Linked DNA regions of Mus musculus: regions 2 and 3 are each linked to region 1. A link is a contact called in public Hi-C data. All regions are on one chromosome and are shown on one strand. Each heading gives the region's core, a stretch centred on a gene start, on an enhancer-like site or on the middle of the called end of the contact. The rest is flanking DNA. Distances are from core to core; before and after follow the strand shown. Region 1 overlaps Gm36031 (a long non-coding RNA gene). Region 2 has its middle 74 kb from the start of Gm52545. Region 3 has its middle 28 kb from the start of Gm52545.

Evidence for each region. A called contact is a pair of places that touch in the nucleus more often than the background predicts.
Region 2: a contact with region 1 is called in a Hi-C map of cortical neurons, with 2.8 times the contacts expected there. The contact joins two enhancer-like sites. A contact is called at or near these places in 5 of 484 Hi-C or Micro-C datasets (cerebellar granule neurons, cerebral cortex, cortical neurons and 1 more) and 2 of 115 datasets of contacts at active chromatin or transcription factors (double positive thymocytes and neural progenitor cells).
Region 3: a contact with region 1 is called in a Hi-C map of cerebral cortex, with 6 times the contacts expected there. The contact joins two enhancer-like sites. A contact is called at or near these places in 5 of 484 Hi-C or Micro-C datasets (the G1E-ER4 cell line, cerebral cortex, cortical neurons and 1 more) and 2 of 115 datasets of contacts at active chromatin or transcription factors (astrocytes and neural progenitor cells).

The regions. Positions count from the first base shown.
Region 1 is chr2:3,813,521-3,818,627 of GRCm38.p6, forward strand. Gm36031 (a long non-coding RNA gene) reads left to right here. Exons shown (of 5, transcript XR_373951.3): 3 at 365-479; 4 at 1,914-2,108. Among named protein-coding and RNA genes, the nearest start is that of Gm36031, 8.2 kb to the left of the region's middle. Within about 2 kb of position 2,706, at least 44 of the 459 cell types and tissues checked have an H3K27ac peak or open chromatin away from gene starts, as enhancers often do. A contact at or near this core is called in cerebral cortex and cortical neurons, where this site is marked.
Region 2 is chr2:3,955,842-3,960,609 of GRCm38.p6, forward strand. No RefSeq gene overlaps it. Among named protein-coding and RNA genes, the nearest start is that of Gm52545, 74 kb to the right of the region's middle. Within about 2 kb of position 2,745, at least 29 of the 459 cell types and tissues checked have an H3K27ac peak or open chromatin away from gene starts, as enhancers often do. A contact at or near this core is called in cortical neurons, where this site is marked.
Region 3 is chr2:4,057,586-4,062,577 of GRCm38.p6, forward strand. It overlaps a transcript of Frmd4a not described here. Among named protein-coding and RNA genes, the nearest start is that of Gm52545, 28 kb to the left of the region's middle. Within about 2 kb of position 3,321, at least 16 of the 459 cell types and tissues checked have an H3K27ac peak or open chromatin away from gene starts, as enhancers often do. A contact at or near this core is called in cerebral cortex, where this site is marked.

The sequences.
Region 1 (5,107 bases), core at 1,456-3,955:
GAGAGAGAGAGAGGGGGGGAGGGAGGGAGGGAGGAATGGGAGGTGTGAAACTACTAATACTATATATTATACATATATTAATAGCATACTATATAGTATATTTTATATATGCTAATATAGTTCATTATATTTTTATTATATATGTATATATGTGCATATATATATAGTCAAAAGATTTAAAAAATTAGAAAGAAATAAGAATAAAAGCCCAGAAGCCTGTCTCATAGATGTGCTCATGAAATGTCTAAATGCCCAGTGAACAGTAGCTAGCTACAATTTCCTGGGTGTTACTATTATCATTGGTTCTAGTGATAATGAGGAGAGTTTGTAATACCAACAAAATTCATACCGGATCTTTTTCCAGTTGAGGGAATTCTCCAAAATCCAAGACAAGAACTCCTCCACAAATTGTGACTTCAAATCATTGTGAATGAGACCAGCGTGCATCAGCAGAACATCTGATGGCCAACTATCAGTAGGTAAAGGACTGCATTTGCTATGGTTCTTTCGGATCCCGTCCCTAGGGTCCTGACAAGAGGCCTTCAGATCTCCCCATGCATTTTCCAAGGACAGTGTTTTCAGCTCCCCCCCCCCCCCCCGTTCTCATCAGGGTCTCGTCAGGGTAAACACTAGGCTGGAGTCTGGTTGGAGGCAAACAGAGGATTCCCTCTCCCACTGAGCCCTGAGTCTTTATCTTCCTCTCCCCCCTTCCCCTCAAGCCCAAGAACTAGTATTCACCTCTGAAGATTAAACCCAAGAACACCCCTCTCTGTGAATCCTTGAACCGGATGCATCTGATCGGCCATTGTGGTTAAAACCTGAGCCTAGTCCTCTGGCTGCCCCCATCTTAAGGCATGATGGGTGTTGCTGGTTTACTTCCATGCATCAGTTATTTTGTGTTACTCTGATAAAATATCTGATGAAAGCAACTTAAGGAAGGGTGTGACAAAGGATATAGTCCTTCGTGGTGAGGTGGCACGAAGGTGACAATGACTTTAGCTGTAGTGGCAAGGGCTTCAGGCAGGTGGTTATATTGTGCCCATGGCCAGGAAGCAGAGGAGATGAATCTGTTGGTCTGTTTACTAGTTTTTTTCTTCTGTTCTTCCTTTTTATACAATCTAGGATGCATACCCATTTGATAATGATGCCCATATTCAACCCAAGTCTTGTTTACCAGTTGAATCTCTCTGGAAACCTTCACAGTCATACCTAGAGGTGTATCTCCTGGGTGATTCTAAATTTGATCTAATTGACAATGAATATTAATTATTTCATTTTCCAAACATAGGCGGTCTCATGGATTTGAACTATCTCTTGCTACTCTTGGTAGCTAGTATAATTTACAGTTATACTGGAATATAATGGGTCCATATGATGAAGGCGTTGCTCCCTGTGTGGCACTATGGGGTGGAAGTAGAACCTTTTAGGGGTGGGGGAAGGGCCTAATGGAAGCGATTTTGCTGTTTTTAAGGCGAGGTCTTGGTGTGCAGCTCAAGCCACTTAATACTTGCTAGGTAGCCCAGGCTGGTCTTGAACACACAGCAGGTCTCTGTTCTCTTTGAGTGCTGGGACTGCAGGTGTGCACCAGAAGCTGCCTCCAGTGGCGGTGCTCAGGCCTCTTCAAAGAGGACAGTAGATGGCACCTCAGCCCCTTCCCCTTTCTTCTGCCTTTGCACCATAAGTGGATAGCTCTGCCCTACCACACGCTCCCCGCCATGAGAGGACTAGATGCAACAGACCCTAGAGCAATAGTAACCAATGCAGACCCCCAAACCTAAATATATCTTTGTAAATGGAGCTTTTCTTTCCTCTTTGTAAGTAGATCATCTCAGATATTTATGCTAGTGGCAGAAAGCTAACAGTGACCTCTGAGCCACAATGATACCATCCCCTTCTGTGAATCCTTGGACCAGGTGCATCTGATTGGATCTGGTCACAGAAGATACTTTGCGAAGTATTCGGATGAATCAACAACCGAGAATCACCGCCAGGAAGGAGGAACTGCCACACCTTCCTTTGTTTATGTTTCCTAGCTGTGGCCTACACAAACCCACATTCAGCCTGACAGAGAGCGGGATCGGTGCTTTCCGGAACCTACTGAAAAACTGGTATTATGATTATATTTTCATGTTCCAGACTTATTGAAATGGCTTTTAGTCCCTATGCTAAGGTCAAAGGTTTAATGGATGCTTAAAAAATCTATTATTTTTATTTCCTACATTTGAGTATTTGCCTGCACATGTGTATGTGTACCACGTGTATCGCTGATGATGGCAGAGTCCAGAAGAGGGTGTTGGATCCCCTGCAGCTGGAGTCACAGATGGTTGTGAGCCTCCTGATGTGAGTGCTGAGAACTGAACCCAGGTCCTCTGGAAGAGCAGCAAGTGCTCTTAACTACTGAGCACCTTATAGGTGTCTAATAATACTTTTTAATCACGTGACATTTTGCTCAAGTCTTCTTTAAACTAGTATGTTGGCTTATATTTACCCATTCTCAATTTTCTTAGTTTTCCAGGAAGGGAGAAAAACCCACTTTTAACATTTTAAATTTAAATTTAAATTTAAATTTTAACATTTAAATGAATACTAGCCTTCAAAGAAACTCTAATAATCACAAGGTAAGAGGTAAATATGGGGGTGAACAGCAACAGCGAGCAGTAGACAAGTAACTCAACACTAGAGGTCCCTCTCTTCTTAAGATCTAAAGGCCTGCCCTGTCTGGGATCTTAGCCAGCTTCAGTGGCTTCTGACTGGGAACAGAAAGTGAGGAGCAAAGGAAATCTGAACCAGAGAATTCTTTGTGGCATTGCAAATTAGATCTCAGGCAGCAGAGGCCTGCATCACTGAGTTCTGGCTCGCCCACAAAGTATTTGCTCCCCAACTCTCAGCCCCAGCTTCATTTTGTTCTATTTCTATCTGCTTCTTAATTTAGCCATGTGACTGCATTCAAACCCTTTTATCTCGTCCCCATCTGGAAGGCAATCTGGGTTGGTCCTGAATTTTTATTCCTGTGGAATAGAAGAGAGTGACAGAGTCCCCACTGCTCCTCCGAGGGTCACTGCGATGCCGAGGTGAACTGAGGGATTTCACAGATCAGGTGGCAAGGGCTCATGGCAGACAGGAAGAAGCTGACATTATTCACACGCAGCTAGCAAGTCAGAGAAATGAGGGCTTAGATGAGGGCTGTTGTTTTCCAGCAAGGGCCAGTGTCTGGCAGGCAAAGAACTAAGGAGACAGTCTCGTGAGAAGGCCAGAGCTTGCTTTTAAAACCGGGAAGACAATGGCGACCAATACTGGGAAGGAAATGGAAAGATCACATAGGAAAGGAAAGCTCTCTTCTTCGTCTTAGTAGTGTCACCTCCGGTGAAGAAGGGGACACCGAGGGTGACAGTCTCTTTGGAGGTCTCCATGATGCTCATGTTTTTCTTTTTAATGTTGTGTGAAATTTTAGCTTCATTGTGAAGTCTAGACAGAGCCTGGTCCTTTCTCTGTGTCTGTCTCCCAGAGGCTTCTGTTTTCTTCTACAGACACACATACCTCAGCATCCTTTGTGGCCTGGTGGTGGAGCTGGAAGCAGCATTGGACACTCTGTAGTGACCAGAAGTAGTGTGTGTGTGTGTGGTATTTGTGTGGTGTGTGTGGTATGTGTTTGTGTGGTGTGTGTGTGTGTGGGGGTGTGGTGTGTATGCTTGTGTGGTGTGTGTATGTGTGTGTGGTGTGTGTATGTGTGTGTGGTGTGTGTGTGTGCTTGTGTGGTATGTGTGTGTGTGGTGTGTGTCTGCTTGTGTGTGGTACATGTGTGTGTATGTGTGCTTTATGTGGTGTGTGTGTGTGTGTGTGTGTGTGTGTGTGTGTGTGGTGTGTCTGTGCATGCAAGCACTTGTGCAAGGCTCATGGTGACTCTGGAAGGAGGTCCAGAAAATTTAGTCAAAACAACGTTACAGTCTAGAAATGGGATCATAAACTCTGGGGACTAGAGGATAAGTCCTTGGCCTTGGAAGCTCCTTTCTCCATTGTGCTAAGTTCAGCCTGAGAAAAACCAGTTCAGGGCTCATGGCCTATGTGCAAGAGCTATGCCTAGTGTTTCTTAGGTCTCAGTCCCCAGTCCCTTTGTTGTCTGTTACCATGTCTAGTGTTCCTTGGGTTCTAGTGTTTCCAAACCTAGGAATTTCCTGAGAATCTCCTGACTAAAATGGCTGTTCTCACACACAGCCAGATACGTCCTTAATGATTTCTACCAAATCCAGTGGCTTTGAATTTGGCATCCATTGCATTCTGCAAAGGCAATCTGAGCCCGAAAAACGCTTTGGCAGTGAGAGCCATCTGCCTGTGGAGAGGCTGGACCCAGTTTAGGAGAGGCAGAAAATTATGCAAATTATCAGTGCAATCTGACATTCACCATTTAACTGACTCAGTCCAGAGTTGATTGTATAAAGAAGGAAGGCTACATGTAGCTGGATGCCTGGGCTGGAAATCTTTGTGTACTGTGTTCAGGTACTTGTTATATGAGGTGGGCAGAGAACAACCTTGGATATCCATCTTGTTTTATGCATTAGGCTCTCAGGCTTGGAGCTCACCAAGTAGGCTAGACTTGGTTACCCAGTGAACCCCAGGTATCCTCCTGTCTCCTTTTTTCAACTGTTTATAATTAAACGTGCTACTACAGCTTTTTGTTTGCTTGTTTGTTTGTTTGTTAAACATCTGCTCTTGAATCCAACTTAGGCTCTTGGCTCTTGTACTTGTGTGCCAAGCCCTCTACTGACTGAGCTGTCTCGACAGCCCTTAAATGGGTTTTCCATCTACATGACTAACGGTGGTCATAGCTACCTTCCTTTTGCCGGGAGAGTACAGAGAAGTTGGAGAACACTGGTCCTCATGTTGGGAAAGCTCTACTTAAGTTTCTTGTCACCTGAGTGCTAGCAGTTGTGGAATAGTTTACAGATGGGGATACATTGTTACCCCAGAACTCCATTCCAGGTTTAGTAAAACAAAAACAAAAACAAAAACAAAAACAAAAACAAACAAACAAACAAACAAAACAAAACAAAACAAAAACAAAACAGCTGTCTGTGGCAGAGCCACAATAGGTTTCCCATGTGGTTTGGCA
Region 2 (4,768 bases), core at 1,495-3,994, 140 kb after region 1:
TGAATGCTAATGTAAATGTCTATTTTCCCATGGTCTTAGGCAGCCCCTGTGAGAGGGTCATTCAACTCTCAAAGGAGTTATGACCCATTGGTTGAGAACCATTGCTTTAGAAGGAAAATTATGCACCCTCCCCAATTAAAGGGAGTCCAAATCTCATTTACCTCTAGATGAAATTAAAATGAGATAGTAAAGGAGAGTGTGTTAGCTTCATTTGTTTTTAAAACTTATTTTTAATAAGGGTTTTTACATGCCTTAACCTCCCTTCTAGCCCAACCATCCACTAGAGGTAGCAGAAAAGAAAAGTTACTAGGATATGGGGGAAGTGGATCTGTTTAGAGCTAGTTCTTTGGAGCAAATCCAATTCACATTGACAGGCTATCAGCAGTTTAGTTCACAGGAATCAGCAAAAGCAGGTCGATCCAGAAGAAGGCCCAAAGCTCTGCTGTATGTTGTTTAGAAGTAGTTCCTTGTGGTGATTTCAATCTCCAATTGTCAGGCTATCAGCAGTCCAGTTCAGTAGTGCCAGGAGAACAAACATGAATCAGCAGCAGTAGCATGATCCAGCAGAAACAGCCAGGCCTCCACCTAATGAGCAAGAGTCAGCAGGAGTTACCAGGGCCAGCAGGGACACCAGAAGTTCTCTGGTGTGCCTCTTTCAGAAGAGATAAAGACATGAGACCAGCAAAGCAAAGCTAACCATGCAAGCCTGCTCTCACTGTCCATTGAGACCTATTTATACTCCCTCCAAACATCATGTGCCCTCCCACAGGTCTTGCCCCTCATAGGTCTTACCTCAGCAAAACACTCTGAGTCTGTCTTAGCAATGCTCCATGGGAGTCTGTATCAGCTGATAGATCCAGAACCTTCCACATCATTCTGCCAGATGGCCCAAGTCTGAGAAAGCAGCAAGAAGCCACCAGAACACCACCAGCATTTTGGTATGCTTCTCTCTATGGAGTCACGACAAATGATGATCAATAAACAATGGTAAGGCATACCAATACCATCCAGCATCATCCATCGTCTGTTGTGTTATATTTATATTACTTCTAAGCATCATGTGTCTTTTCATGATATGTGAAGCATGATATGCTTTAGCAAAGTATCATTTCTTTCACCTTTGTCTGCTTCAGCAAAACATTCTTTCACGTGGCTGCTTTAGCAAAATATCCTTTTACTTGTGTGCCCCAGCAAAACATCACTTGACTTAACTGACTTTCTAAAGAAACCAGAAGTTTCCCCTTTAAGAGTGGTCCCTCCTTCCACAATTCTAATATGAAGAAAAGACACAGACATTCCCATGGAAAGAATGTCAGGTAACAGTGCAACTAGAGATTGGTGTCCCATTGCTATCGGCCAAGGAGCACAAAGGCCTTTTGGACACCATCAGGAATTAGGAGAGATTCATGGAATGGTTTCCATTTCAAAGCCATCAGAGGGTACCATGGGGCCAACTCTTTAGTTTCAGATTTCTGAACTCTAACCTTCAAGTGAATTAGTTTCAACTGTCATAAGGTATATATTCGGTTATATGCTCAAGAGGAAAAAGCACAAGACACAGAGACTAGGACTATCCAAATGCCACTCAGCTCTCAGGCTCTACCCCATCTCTTCTTTTGCTTCTGCTCAGTATTACTTGGGATGACATCCAATCAGAACATGGGGTCTCAGGGCTCAGGCAAAATCCTCAGATAGAAGAAAGTCTTAAGTCTAATTTGCTTGGAGAGAGTTCATCTCCAAGGCTTTTACATTTCCTAATATGTGAATACTTCTTTTATTAAGAAAATGTGATAAGTATAAAAAAATATGCAGAAGTCTTTTTTGGCTCATTTTTCATCTGGCCACTTCTTTACCTTTCACTGCCAACACTGCTGTGATGAGGGAATGTGAGGGCTTCCCTTTCCCTCACACCAGACTCTTCACACATCTTAAAGATTCTCTCTCTCCCTCTCCCTCTCCCTCTCCCTCTCCCTCTCCCTCTCCCTCTCCCTCTCCCTCTCCCTCTCCCTCTCCCTCTCTCTCTCTCTCTCTCTCTCTCTCTCTCTCTCTGTGTGTGTGTGTGTGAGAGAGAGAGACAGACAGAGAGAGACAGAGAGATTGTGTCTTCTCTCTTCTCCTAAAAACTGGGGTGAAATGAGGATGGGTTGAGTAGTGTGTTAATTAGAATTCATATATATCGAACCATCTCACCTAGCTGGAGCAGAAGGATTTGATACAGTATGTAGATGTCTTACAAAGAAACCAGTGGACAGGTGTAACACACACACACACACACACACACACACACACACACACACACACCCTCAGCTCAGGTTTCACTGTGAGCAAGAAGAGAGCATGGGGCGGAGCCTGCCGCCCTTTCGTTCTGCCACTCCCACTGCTGCTGCCTGCCGCCCTGCTGTTCCGGAGCCAAACACGTGGTCACCTGCAACTTTACTCCAGGATGATTTGGCTGGAATGGGTCCCTTCCCCTGCTTCATAACCCAGTGTCGGGAACAGTAAAATTGAACCTTGATCAGAGTGGTTGTCTTGGTTCCATCTCTATCGCACCGCCTAGCCCCCTCTTCTCTTCCAGTATCCAAGATGCCTTTCCAGACTAGAACCCAGACATGTGAGCGGCTGGTGGGCCGCAACAGACAGGAATTGAGCAGCACCAGGGAATCCCTGGGAGTCACACTGCCTCTGCACAGTGTGGGTAGGTGGCTGCTTCTGCTGCAGAGATTTTGGAGGCAGGAAGCCTGGTTGTAGAGTCATCCTGTCTGTCGTGATTTGTGCCAGCAAGATGGAAGATTGCCACCCTCCCATCTCTCTTCATAATCATCCTATATTTATATCTGGCATGAATCGCTTGGACCCAAAATCACACCAAGGTCACAGATGCAGGAAAGCCTCAGAAATAATGTTGCTTTTGACATTTGAGCCTCTGCAACATAAAAAGACACATGAAGGGGCTAGGATGGATACACAGAAGTAGACTGCAGTGTCTGTCAGAGACCAGAAGCTGTTTCTTTGTTGCCATAGTCTTTTTCAGGAGGGTGGGCTCAGAAAGCGATCCCTAATTTGTATAACTTTGCCATGGTTGCTTCTTTAGGCGTACAGTACCAGTCTGCTTGCCTCTCTTCTCCTGATGTCTGGCAGTTCTGTGTTCTGAGATTTAACTCTTTGTGATGCTGTTTCTGCGGTGATTACGCTAACATTAGGGACTGAACACTCCAGAAAAATCAGAGGAGCCATTTCCCAGCCCATGGGTGGAACTACCAGACTACCTGTCTTGTCAATATGTTTGAGGTAGGAGACAATTCTCTAACCCTGCAAGCATCCTTCTGCCATGGCTTTGTTCTTGTAGCCCTGTTCCTGGGATGGGCTACAGTCCTGTCTAACAATAGCACATAGCACTCTGCCTGTACATTACCTCTCCATCCTCTCTATCCCATGATGCTGCTGACATTTGAAATAGGATCAACAACACATGCTGCTAATTGGCACTAGCACAGGATCACACATATGTAATGTGTGGTCTAGCCACCCTCTTCTACTGTGGCTCAAACCTTACAAGACAGCCCGGAAACAGCCAGTCTTTGGCAGCCAATGGGATAAAGATGTACTCTGGCAATGGTCCCACTTACACAGGAAAGAGGGTAAGGATGTGATGGTGCCCAAACCTGGCAGCCATCTTATGTCTTCTACTCAAGTGTGACAATGACAGGGGAGCAAGCTGGCCTGCATTTGTGTGACTCTGATGTTAGGGGAGGGTCTGGGGATTTTACAAATCCCTGTGACATTGGCCCCAGGCTCTGGTCAAGAAGAAACTGCTGCTGGTTAACTCTTCATGTTGCTTAAACTCATTGTAGCAGTGGCTCTGATATGTTGGATCTTAGGAGAAGGAACAATGGCTCAAGCATTATATGATGGCATGTGATGAGTCAAATAATTCTGATTTCCTTTCCTGCGTCCTCAACCTGAGTTTGTTTTTAAGAAGTATATCTATCAACAGTGTGACAGAAAACAGGTGGGATAGTGAAAGAGTTCATTAAAGGAACCTTATTTATTTTTAACATTTTAAGAAAGGTTTTACTCATGTCAAAGTATGTATGCGTGTGTTTGTGTGTTTATATGTGTGTATATGTTTGTGTGAGTATGTGTGTGTGAGAGTATGTTATGTGTGTATATGTTTATGTGAGTATGTGTGTGTGAGAGTATGTTATGTGTGTACATGTTTGTGTGAGTATGTGTGTGTGTGCATGTGTGTGAATATGCTATGTGTATATGCATGTTTGTATATGTGTTCTGTGTGTATGCTTGTGTATGTATTCGTGTTTATGTGTATATGTTTGTATGTGTATATCTGTGTATGTATGTGAGGGTGTTATGTGTGCGTTTGTGTGTATATGTCTGTGAATGTTTGTGTGTGTTTTACAATGGGGTTTTGTAGGACGAAAGAAAGGCCTACCTAATTTTACTCCCAAGCACAAGAACAAATAACATTGGAAGCCAAAAGGCAAGGCGAGGCTGTTGATGAGTCACTATGGAGAAGAAAGAAACAGCAAGCCTAGGGGATGTTATTTTAAGAGACCTACCCTCCTCAGAGAAGCTTCTTTTCGCAGTGTTAACACAGAGACAGCCACAAGCAGACAGAGAATATGCAGAGTGAGAGACTTTGGATCGCTGTCCTAAGCAGGAGAGCTTCATCCAACTCCTTTCCTCTGGGTACAGGGATCTCAGTGTAAGAGAAGGTGCAAAGATTCTGAGAACCAGAGGTGTGAGATGA
Region 3 (4,992 bases), core at 2,071-4,570, 240 kb after region 1:
GGTCACTGCAGTGGTTTCTAAGCTAAGTGGTTAGAACACCCTGAAATTGTCTCTGCCTCAGTTAGCTGCCTTGGAGAAAAGAAATGGCTGTGATTTCCTCCATCGATGAACAAGGAAACCAAGCACCACACAGAAGAGGAAGGACAGACCTGAAGTCACCGTGAGATAGGAGGAAGAAACCCATATGTTTCTTCCTAAAAATACAAGATTAAAAAGAAAAAGGTAAAAAGATTATAGGCCTGCTGTCCCAGCTCTGGTTTCTTTGTAACATTTGTCAGACAAGAAGAAATTGATTGCTTCATTAGACCAGAGCGAGCTCTAGGAGGGAAGGCCGTGCTGCCTGCTTTACATGATCAACTGCAAAATTCAAGATCCCATTCAACCTCCAGCCAGAGCAACCACAGCTGTAGCTCCACTGAACCCATGGGATTTTGCTTCAGTTCAAAGGAAAAATAAAGGAAAGGCTAACCTTGTGTATTCTAAGAAATGATAATTAGAGATAGGCTTCTAGCAGTGTGGAGTGGGGTAGATGGCTTAGTTGGTGAAATAGTTACTAAACACAAGGACTTCAGTTTGATTTCCAAAACATCACATACACACACACATACACTCACACACACACACACACACACAAACACAAACACACACACACACAAATGCACATACTTAGACACACTCACACACACAAACACACGTACTCACACACATACATACACACATATTCAGACATACACATGTGCACATACACACACATACTCAGAAACACACACTCACACACTCACACACTCATACACACACACCCATACACACATATACACACATGCTCTGACACACACACTCATACACTACTCACACTCACACACTCACACACACACACACACACACACACGGTGGCAGGATGCACTTATAATACAAGGCCATCACTAGCAGACAAGTGGGTTCCTGGAGTTTGTTGGGTTTGCCTTGAAAGTTAAGTGTCTCCTATTGGCTTATGTGTTTGAAATGTTGGTCCTCAGCTGGTTGTGCTGTTTGGAGAGGCTACGGAACCTAGGAACCTAGCAGTAAGGCTTTGGTACGGTGGATCTTGAATGTCAAAGGCTTGATCCAGGTCTGGTTCCTGCCAAGTTCTCTGCTTTCTGATCACACACTCTCAGCCATCTTTTCTTCCCCACCATGATGGACTGTATCCCCCTTAAGCCTCAAGCCAGAACAAATCCTTCCTGTCTTAATTGTCTCTCTCTGTCAGGCATTTTGCCACATTAGTGAGAAACATAGCCAATACAATGGTCACCTGTTACATTCCCACAAAGGCAGGTTTAAGTGAAGGGCACTCCTTAGGTTTAGTTCCCAAGCGACCTAAGAATTAGAACCCAACATGGCCAATCCCTGCCTTTGAGAGGACTTGAAACTCAGAGCCCCGATGTTTTGCAAGTGCAGGATGCCAGAGAAAGAGTGCTAAACATTATAAGGAGCCCCACTTCTGGAAGCTGGGTCTCCAGGCCAGGTCAGCCGTTGCTAACTGTGGACCAGAGCAATTGAGGACAATTTAAAAAAGGAAAAAAGCAAGTCACAGTGTCTGACCTTCAGCTGCTGTACTCATAACTAAAGCACACTGGTGGTAGAGGGAGCTCAGGTCACTGGGAGAATGGAACCTTGAGGAGGCAGGCAGGGGATTCCTTAGCTCCCATATCTCTGGGTCTCGATAGACTTAGGGCCCCTGTCTAAGCAGGCAGTGAGCTTAAGAGGCTATGTGAGCATCTTCAGACTCTTGACACCAGAGAGAAAAGGCCAAGGGGCATATGAGGGAGAAGGTAAAGAAGGTGGGGGAAGGGCTTACCTCCTTGTCCTCATTTGCTGTGGGGTTTCTCCTCTCTGTCTCTTCTCTCTGTGTTTCTCTATTTCTGAGTGTATCTGTCTGTCTGTCTGTCTTCTCCTCCTCTCTCTCAGAAGCTGACTTCCTTGCATAAGGGTGTCTGGCTAAATATTCACCATGGTTATCTGGAAGAACATAAGCAACAGACTCCAAATGAGGAGATTTGTAACCTTGGCTCATGCAATTGGGAGTTAGCATTTCAATGCATGAACTGAGTTTGGAAAAGCACACACTCAGTCCAAGGCATTCTCCATCTCTCCCAGATAAGCAGCAATAGCTGTCTATAAGCTGGAGAGGTAGAGATGGGGATTTGAATTGTTCTAAAAAGCTGTATGCCTCAAACAAGGAATTACAATGATGCAGCCATAATCAAAAACAGAACATCTGGATGCTGTCTGGATCCATTGCTATGAGCCAGGATGAGCAGCTGGAATGCTCTGTATCCACACCATAGGCCACAGTGGCAGCAACAGTACCTGCATTTATGTGGCAAGGGTGGGGCTTGTGTGCACCAACTGGCTTTCTCCTTCCCCACCTGCATTTAACTCAGGTCTCCGACCCAGTGGGCCATGCTGCCCACAGTAAAGGCAGGCCACTGTGTTCTTAGCTCCTCTCTCACACACCATTCTTCTCTGCAGAAGCCTCCACAGACACACCCAGAAGAGTGTCTTACTAATTATAGACATCTCTCAGTTCTCACAAGTTGGCCATCAAGATTAAGGTCACAGGTGGCTGTAGCAAAGTGCGACAAATGGGACACCTTAAATAGTGTGGCTATTTCTCATCATTCTAGAAATTGTTATGTACAAAAGCAAATCATTGGATGTTCTGGTTGGTGCTCACTTCCTCACATGATGGAAGAGTCAGGGAAGCTCTCTGGTGACCTCTTTTTTAGGGTCATAATCCAAAGACCCCATATTCCAACACAATAGTCTTGGGAAATAAGATTTCAATATAGACTTGAGGGTTGGGCAAGGGGCACGTGAAGTCCAAAGCATCCTCCATCCCTTCCTGACAACCAGGATGGCTTCTCTTGACAATGTCACTTAGCTACATGCTTACTGAGCCCCGACATGGAGGTGCGAGCTTCAGGACAGAACATGACAACAGCTTCGTGCTGCTCACATCAGGAGGGTCAAGAATTAACACTTCAGAGAGGCAGGTGGTAGCCAGAAAGCAAGGCCCTCTGTAGTCTCTTTCTGGCCTTTTCCTTTGGTCTCAGGGATGAGTGTTTATGGCACTGAGGCCAGGCTTTTCCTGTATAATTTTATCCCTCTTTGAACTTTCCAGAGCAGGAACAGAAGCCAGAGGCAGAGGGCCAAAGGGGTGAAATTGTACTCTGAAAAGGGGGCACCGAGTTCCTGCATTGAAAGCCCTCACAACTAGGGCCTCCTCATTAAGAGATTCTAAAGAGAGCCCTCCCTCTCAATAGCTTTCCCAAGAAGCCACTGGAAAGCAAATACTGGGTGGCAGGGTTTGTGCCAAGTGGCTTTTGTGGAGGTCTCAGGGGAGGCTCCTTAAAGGAAGTGTCCAAAGTGAATCACGACTTGGACTGATTGTCAAACTGGTCACATTAGCTTCTCCCTTGTTTGTCTGTGGGTCTCCAGAACTCTCAGGGCCCTGGGATGTCCAGTAAGCTAAAGCTGATCTTCAAGAAACTCGGCAACTTTAGCTTGCACTTTAGAGCCTAGAGTCCTTACACACTAACCAAACATAATACTGTTCTTCATCAGGGGAAAAAATACCCCTATAAGTCCTGTGATTTGGCCAATGTCAGACACAACAGAGTCAAGATAAGAACTAGGTCTCTTCATCTCCTCTGTTCTTCTACAGTTTTAAAGACCAGGAATGGGGCTGGGGAGCTAGCGCAGTGATAGAGACTCCCAGAACCATAAAAATTATAACAATAATAATAACAAGAATGGCAATATAGTAAGACCAGAAGTGGACTCCTGATGGAAAAATTAATTGTACCCAAATTCATAGATATTTGCATTTACCCATTGGCTCATTGTATTGTGGTCTGCTCTGCATAGAATAAAGCCTGAACTTCAAAATAAACCAAAACTGTTTTAACAATGTCAACAGAAATGTAGCATGACCTTATTCTCTGCTCTTGGGAATACTTCGTTCACCCTTCCTTCACTCCCTTTGTTTGTACTGTCTGATGTATTTGCAGGGACTTATTCAAATGGTTGCTGTTATGTTATAGTTTCAGAGGCCCCCACAGGCCCTTGTGTTTGAACACTTGGTCTCCAGCCGGTGGTGGTATTTTGAGAAACTGTGAAACCCTTAGGAGGTAGGATTTAGATATAGGAAGTAGGTCACTAAGGGGGTAGAGTGGTAACAGGCTTGTCCCAGTATAGTCTAGCCCTAGTTCCAGCTCTGGCCCAAGCTTTCTAGTTTTTGGTCCACAGAGCCATACCTTCTTGTGAAAAGTCATGTTCACTGCATTGCTGTGATCTACCATCACAAACCCTGAGCCCAAATAACTCATCTCTCATTATGCCACCTTTTGTCATGCATTCAGTCACAGTGACAAGAAATGACTAATAGGACACCAATCACATGGCCGTTTATGGAAATCCACACAGTGTGTGAACAGTCAGGTTAAAAACCACAGTAGGAATGCTTTTAACTTGTCCAGCAGTGGTGATACACACCTTTAATCCCAGCTCTTGGGAGGCAGAGGCAGGTGGATCTCTGTGATGTGATTCATCCTGGTCTGCAGAAGAAGTTCTAAGATTGTCAATGTTATACAGAAAAGCCATTTCTCAAAAAATAAAACTAAGAACAAACATAAATAAAAGAGAGAGGAGAGAGAGACAGACAGAGAGAGAGAGAGAGAGAGAGAGAGAGAGAGCTTTTTACACCCCAATACATTTCTGTACCATGGAAATACTCCTCTAGCTATTTCAAGTGGATTGATACTATCAGTCTTGATTTGGAGGAACTGAGATGCCAGGCACTCAGGAGGAACTAGATGACCTTGTGGAGACAGGATGGAAGAGACTGGCATGAGCCAGGAGTTAGAGTTAGTACCCGAGTTTTGAAGGTTTGACTAGGACAGGAGGAAACTTAACCAAAGACCTCCTAGAGCAGACCTTCTAGAATGTTCT